2 separate regions of the Mus musculus genome follow, and region 2 is linked to region 1. The links are chromatin contacts, called in public Micro-C maps. All regions are on one chromosome and are shown on one strand. Each heading gives the region's core, a stretch centred on a gene start, on an enhancer-like site or on the middle of the called end of the contact. The rest is flanking DNA. Distances are from core to core; before and after follow the strand shown.

The links. Hi-C and Micro-C count contacts between places; a contact is called where the count stands out from the background.
Region 2: a Micro-C map of stem cell-derived neurons shows a contact between it and region 1, with 1.8 times the contacts expected there. The contact joins two enhancer-like sites. A contact is called at or near these places in 1 of 15 datasets of contacts at CTCF or cohesin (the NIH/3T3 cell line), 3 of 484 Hi-C or Micro-C datasets (cerebral cortex, nephron progenitors and stem cell-derived neurons) and 2 of 115 datasets of contacts at active chromatin or transcription factors (both in embryonic stem cells).

What each region holds. Positions count from the first base shown.
Region 1 is chr8:79,078,911-79,081,610 of GRCm38.p6, forward strand. The region is part of intron 4 of Zfp827 (zinc finger protein 827); the gene reads left to right. Among named protein-coding and RNA genes, the nearest start is that of Zfp827, 52 kb to the left of the region's middle. Within about 2 kb of position 1,346, at least 64 of the 459 cell types and tissues checked have an H3K27ac peak or open chromatin away from gene starts, as enhancers often do. A contact at or near this core is called in cerebral cortex and stem cell-derived neurons, where this site is marked.
Region 2 is chr8:79,143,994-79,146,693 of GRCm38.p6, forward strand. All of the region lies in intron 8 of Zfp827 (zinc finger protein 827), which reads left to right. Among named protein-coding and RNA genes, the nearest start is that of Gm30271, 57 kb to the right of the region's middle. Within about 2 kb of position 1,413, at least 31 of the 459 cell types and tissues checked have an H3K27ac peak or open chromatin away from gene starts, as enhancers often do. A contact at or near this core is called in cerebral cortex and stem cell-derived neurons, where this site is marked.

The DNA.
Region 1 (2,700 bases), core at 96-2,595:
GTTGTAGGTGGGGTTGGGGAGAGGTTTCTTACTTGGTCGCTGGAGAATTTACAGACTGATCAATTGGCATAAGAAAACAGATAGCAGAGGCACACTGTTTATGCAAAAGGCCCATGCAGCTATTTTATGGAGGCTTACCAGAGGTCCTGAAACCTGACTTGTATGCACTGTTACCTAGCAACCTGTTATAAAGTCACCAGGGAGTGAGATGCATCGGTAATTTTTTTGTGTGTGCATATTTGGATGTAAATGTAAACTTGGTGACTGTGGCAGTGCTGCCCACGGGGAAGAGAAGTTCTGTTAAAAGGAAAGGAATATGGTTTTCTGCAAAGATCCCCACCCCCAGCCCTGCCGCTGTCTGCTGTGTGCTCTACCTGGCTCGCTTGGTGGCTGTCTTCCAGGGACACAGTCCCAGGGAGCTGTGGCTGAGTTTCCTGCTCTTCCTGCCCTCAAATGGTGTGAACTAGAGGCTAGCCCCTGGCCTGGTCTTTCAGCACTATAATGGCGCCATTGTTCTTGGACTGGTTTTTCCCCCCCTTAGGGCTCTGTCCTTGCACCTGCTGGTACCATAGGGTGCAGCTGTTTGTAGGCAGCTAGTCTGGGAGTCTCTGTGCCAGATCCCAAAGACCAAGCACAGTGACAAATTCAAGCGTGGAGACACCTACTTGTTTCCAAAGAAGAGAGAGAAATCACTTGATGCTTTTTGCTCCTTCGATTAAAGCCGAGCAGAAGCTGACTGGATGAGCCCGCCGAGGTCCACAATCACGGGGTGGGATGCCGTCTTACACACAAGCTAACCCAGTGCTTCTCAACCTGTGGGTCTCAGCTCCCTTCAAGGTCAAGTGACCCGTTTACAGGGGTCACCTAAGACCATCAAAAACAAGTATTTACATTATGGTCCATAACAGTAGCAAAACTGCAGTTATGAAGTAGCAATGAAAATAGTTTATGGTTGGGGATCATTATGAGCAATTACATCAAAGAGTCATGGGGGGATTAGGAAGGTTGAAAGCCACTGCAACCCTCTGCCAATTTAGAGGTTTCCTGGTTACATGCTTGTGAAACAAAATCCTGTCTCTGAACCACTAGTCGTTTTTCCCGATGAATCCTGACTTAACACTCCTCAGTTCTTTTGAGGGCCAGGTTGCTCCCTAGATCCAGGCTCACAATCATGGTTGGTTCAGCCCAACTGCTAACTATCTGCATTGGTGGGCAAAAAAAAAAATAACTCTGTAGGCTCTACTCCGGGTTTGGAGCCAGAAGACAGGCTTTCCAGGGCTGTAGCTCTGCTGTTTACACCAGTCTTTCCTGGAAGCCAGAAGACGTATGCAAATTGCTGTATGACAGACAGGGTGACCTACCCCGGGTCACATGACTGGGAGGAGGGCTTACCCAGCCTAGGAAGCTACTATTGTACCAGCTGACCCTGGGCCTGTCTCCCATGGCCAGTTGCAGTTTGTAACCCCCACAGCAAGTTACCTAGGGAGTTTTTATTAAATGCCAGTGCCCAAAGAATGATGAATTCATTAATTGGTCTGGAATAGGCCCCAGACTTTGGTATTTTCCTTACATTCCTTTGGTGGTTCTAGCAGGCATCCAGGACAAAGGTCAGCTGATATGAGATATGGGCACGTTGGGGCTGGAGATGTAGCACAGTTGGTTGCACACTTGCCTCGCATTTACAAAGCCCTGGGTGCAATCTCCAGCACTACAGGGACAGGAAATAATGATGCACACCTCTGATTTCAGCACGAGGGACATAGAAGCAGGAGGATCAGAAATTTACTCCTCAGCTAATTAGAGAATTAGACCAACCTGGACTACATGAGACTCTATTTCAGAAATGCCAAACGATTCTCAAAACAAATCAAGTACCCTAAATTGGTACTCAGTGCAGCATTTTCCAGTACAGCTTCAGTCTCTGAGTATACACCTCTCCTCTCTTTCTGTCTGAGCCCACGAGAAGGGCACGATGTTGTGAGTCTGAGACACCTCACTGGAGGTCACAGTTGACATGAAGGGGACACCTGGCTGAGACATGTTCATTGGGCTCTCTGATTTTCCCAGATAGCTATGACATCAGAGATCCTGTTTGAAAATCCCCAGCCCAGACTGGAAGCCTCCAGATACTGGGAGCCACTGGGGAGATGGCTCTTTCAGTGAAGTGTTTATTGGAGCAAGCATGAAAGCAAGGGTTTAGTCCCCAGCATCTGTGTAAAAAGCTGGCATGGTGGCACAAACCTGGATGGATTCGTGAAGGTCACTGGCCAGACTGTGCTAATTGTCAAATCCTCGGTACAATGAGAGGCCCTGTCTCAAAAAACAGAGTAGACAGCTCCTAAAACTAATGCTCAAGGGTGACACCTGACCTGTGTGTGTGCTTATACACACCCCAACACATATACACCTAGCCTATATGTGTGCATATGCACACCCCAACACATAAACACAGGAACACATGCTCACACAAAGAGCATCCTCATTAAAGGAACAAATTACAAGTCTCCTATCATCTTTTTCTCCAAGATGCCATTTTTCAAGATATAAATTGAATTCTAGCTCCCCAAATTATAACCAAGCAGCTACTTGACAGAAACTTGGCACCTTGCTTGTTGGCAAGCGATATCTTTTTTGTCCCCGGCTTTCCAAAATAAAAGATATAAGTCATTTCGACTATTTTTAATCTGGAAACTGACAAAA
Region 2 (2,700 bases), core at 163-2,662, 65 kb after region 1:
CGTGTTGACAGAACTACTGAAATCTGCTCAGAGGGCAAAAGGAAATGCTGTGGGCCAGGGTTCAGCAAAACTAGGGCTATCCCCAGCCCAGTTTCCAGTAGGAAGAAGTTAGAAGGTCTCCAGGCTCCTCCTAGATCTTGTTCAGCTCAGAGTTCTGCCGTAATCAAGGGTGCTGTGACACTGGCTAACCCTGGATAATCAAGGGTGCTGTGACACTGGCTAACCCTGGATAATCAAGGGTGCTGTGACACTGGCTAACCCTGGATAATCAAGGGTGCTGTGACACTAGCTAACCCTGGATAATCAAGGGTGCTGTGACACTGGCTAACCCTGGATAATCAAGGGTGCTGTGGCACTAGCTAACCCTGGTTCCCTTCTGTTCAAAGGAGTTGATCTAGGTGAATTCAGAGTCTACTTGTGGTGCAGGGGTTGGTGGGAGCCTTCTCCCCTCACTGATTGCTGGGAGGGGAGAAATTACAACCGTTATTCTTGAAAGTCACAAAGGTGGGTTGTGGTGTTGACTAGGAGGAGCAGAGAAGATCATTTAGGAAGCTGCAATGTCCCATTTCTCATCGGGCTGCTTGTGTGCACATACTGGTCTGTGGGAATTCATGGGGCTTAAAACATCATGTCTACCTCTGTCGGCCACTTGGCTTACTTAGATGGCAGTGCTATGTGCACGTGGAGAGGCCGTCAGTGGAAGTGCACATTCACCTCAGATTTGACAGTGAGGAGGACAGTGGCAGTAGATTTCAGCCTTACCACCTGTCCCTGGTTGGTTGTTGTCAACTTGGCACAAGCTACAGTTATCTGGGAAGAACCTAATCTGAGAAAATGCCTTCATTGGGCTGGCTGTAGGCAGTGCCTCCATCGGGCTGACTTGAAGGCAGTGCCTCCAGCGGGCTGGCTGTAGGCAAGACTGTGTGGGCATTTTCTTGACTGTGGTTGATATAGGAGTACCCAGCTCACTGAGGGCAGTGCCCTCCCTGGGCATGTGGTCCAGGGTGGTATAAGAAAGTACGTCGAGCTCTCATGGGTCACAGAACAAGCAGGGCTCCTCATGGCATCTGCTTCAGTTCCCGCCCCAGCTCCCCTGAATGAAAGACTGCAAGCTGTAAGGTGAAATGAAACCCTTTCCTGCCCAAGTCGCTTTTGGTCATGGTCTTCATCGATGCAGTTCAAAAGTAAGGAAGACACAAGCCACACTTCGCAGGCCATTCCCAAAGCATTGAGCTGCTGGCTCGGAAGGGAGCACATGGAAGTCACACATCCCCTGCCTGCTGTGCTGCCAATCTGGAAACGTCCACACCACATGCAGCTTTTCTTCGGGTGCTTCCGAGATTAGCCAAGGCTGGGAAGCTGTTTCTTAGAGGGAGAAAGGTTTACAGCCACGGATTGTCTTCACCTAATGTTGCTAAGGGCAGAAGCTGTGCATGCATGACTAGCGCAGCTGTGCCTTGCCAGCTGGCCGTGGTCAGTGTAGATGTATTCAGAAGAGAACTGTCGATCCCATTCAGTACTATGTGCAGAGAAAGGTCTTTCATTAGTCCTTGTCAGAATGGTGTCCAACTTAGCCCTTCTCAGACACATCAGTAATAAACAAGTTAAAGTGTTGGTTTCTGTAAGAGAACAATGTGCGTCCATGCTGTACAGGGGTTGGGGTGGGGGGCAGTAAATTCTCTAAAACAAAATTCACATACAGTTCAGATACCTGGCCTGAGGTACCTTTAAAACCACAGCAGATGAAACTTTGGGCAATCGCATGCACTTGCACTGGTAAGACGGGGCGTGGCTTGAGTCACTGTGACACTCATGTCTGTACCTGGTAGAAGATGACAATACCCAGGAGCCCTCGGCACCCAGTGCACAGATGACCTTCTGAGGGCTGTGGCCTGAGAGTGTGTCCTCTGAGTAGATCGAATACATACGTTCTCACACGCAGCATTCGGGACACTCTGTGGCTCCTGTGGGGGCCTTCAGCTACATTTTTGCCTTCAAAAAGACTATTCAGATGCCCCGAGAATGAGTAGAGCTATAAAAGCCAAATTCTTAAATCTGTGTAGCAGATAATGAAAAGGATTTGTTTGCAAATTGCAATGCAGTGACCCTGCTCAAGTTTGAGACTGGCTAATTCAATCTACAAGGCCTTTTTTATATATACACTATGTCCTTCCAGTCCCTTTGCTATCAAAAATACATAGTCTCATGTCACACAATTTCCTCTCTGTGTTTATTCCTTTTCAGAGCAGCAACTGCCGTCTAGTACCCAGGGCTGAAAATAAAGAGGGGGGACAGTCTACTCACAAACTAGACCATCTATTTTCAGTCAAACAAACCCATTCTGTTTTCCATTTGTAGAACGGATGACCGCCTCACTGTTGGAAAGGCAACCCCCACCACAGCACGGCCCTTCTCTAGATAAGGCCATCACTGGAATGGTAGGCCAGGGCTTCCCACCTCCACGCACTGATTCTCTCTCTCACTTCCTGCTTTGCTTATCAAGCTAGTTAAAATTTCTGTTCTCAGCTTATCATTCAGAAAAGAAAGGTGTTAACCCACCATGCAGAAGGGTGACCCTCCTTTGCTTTAAACTTTAGGTTCATTACAGCATCCCTAGGTAATTAGTAGGGACATCCCTGATAAAGGTCCCTGGGGCTCTTTCAGTGTATCAGATGCTAAATGAGCACACAATTTCTCCCA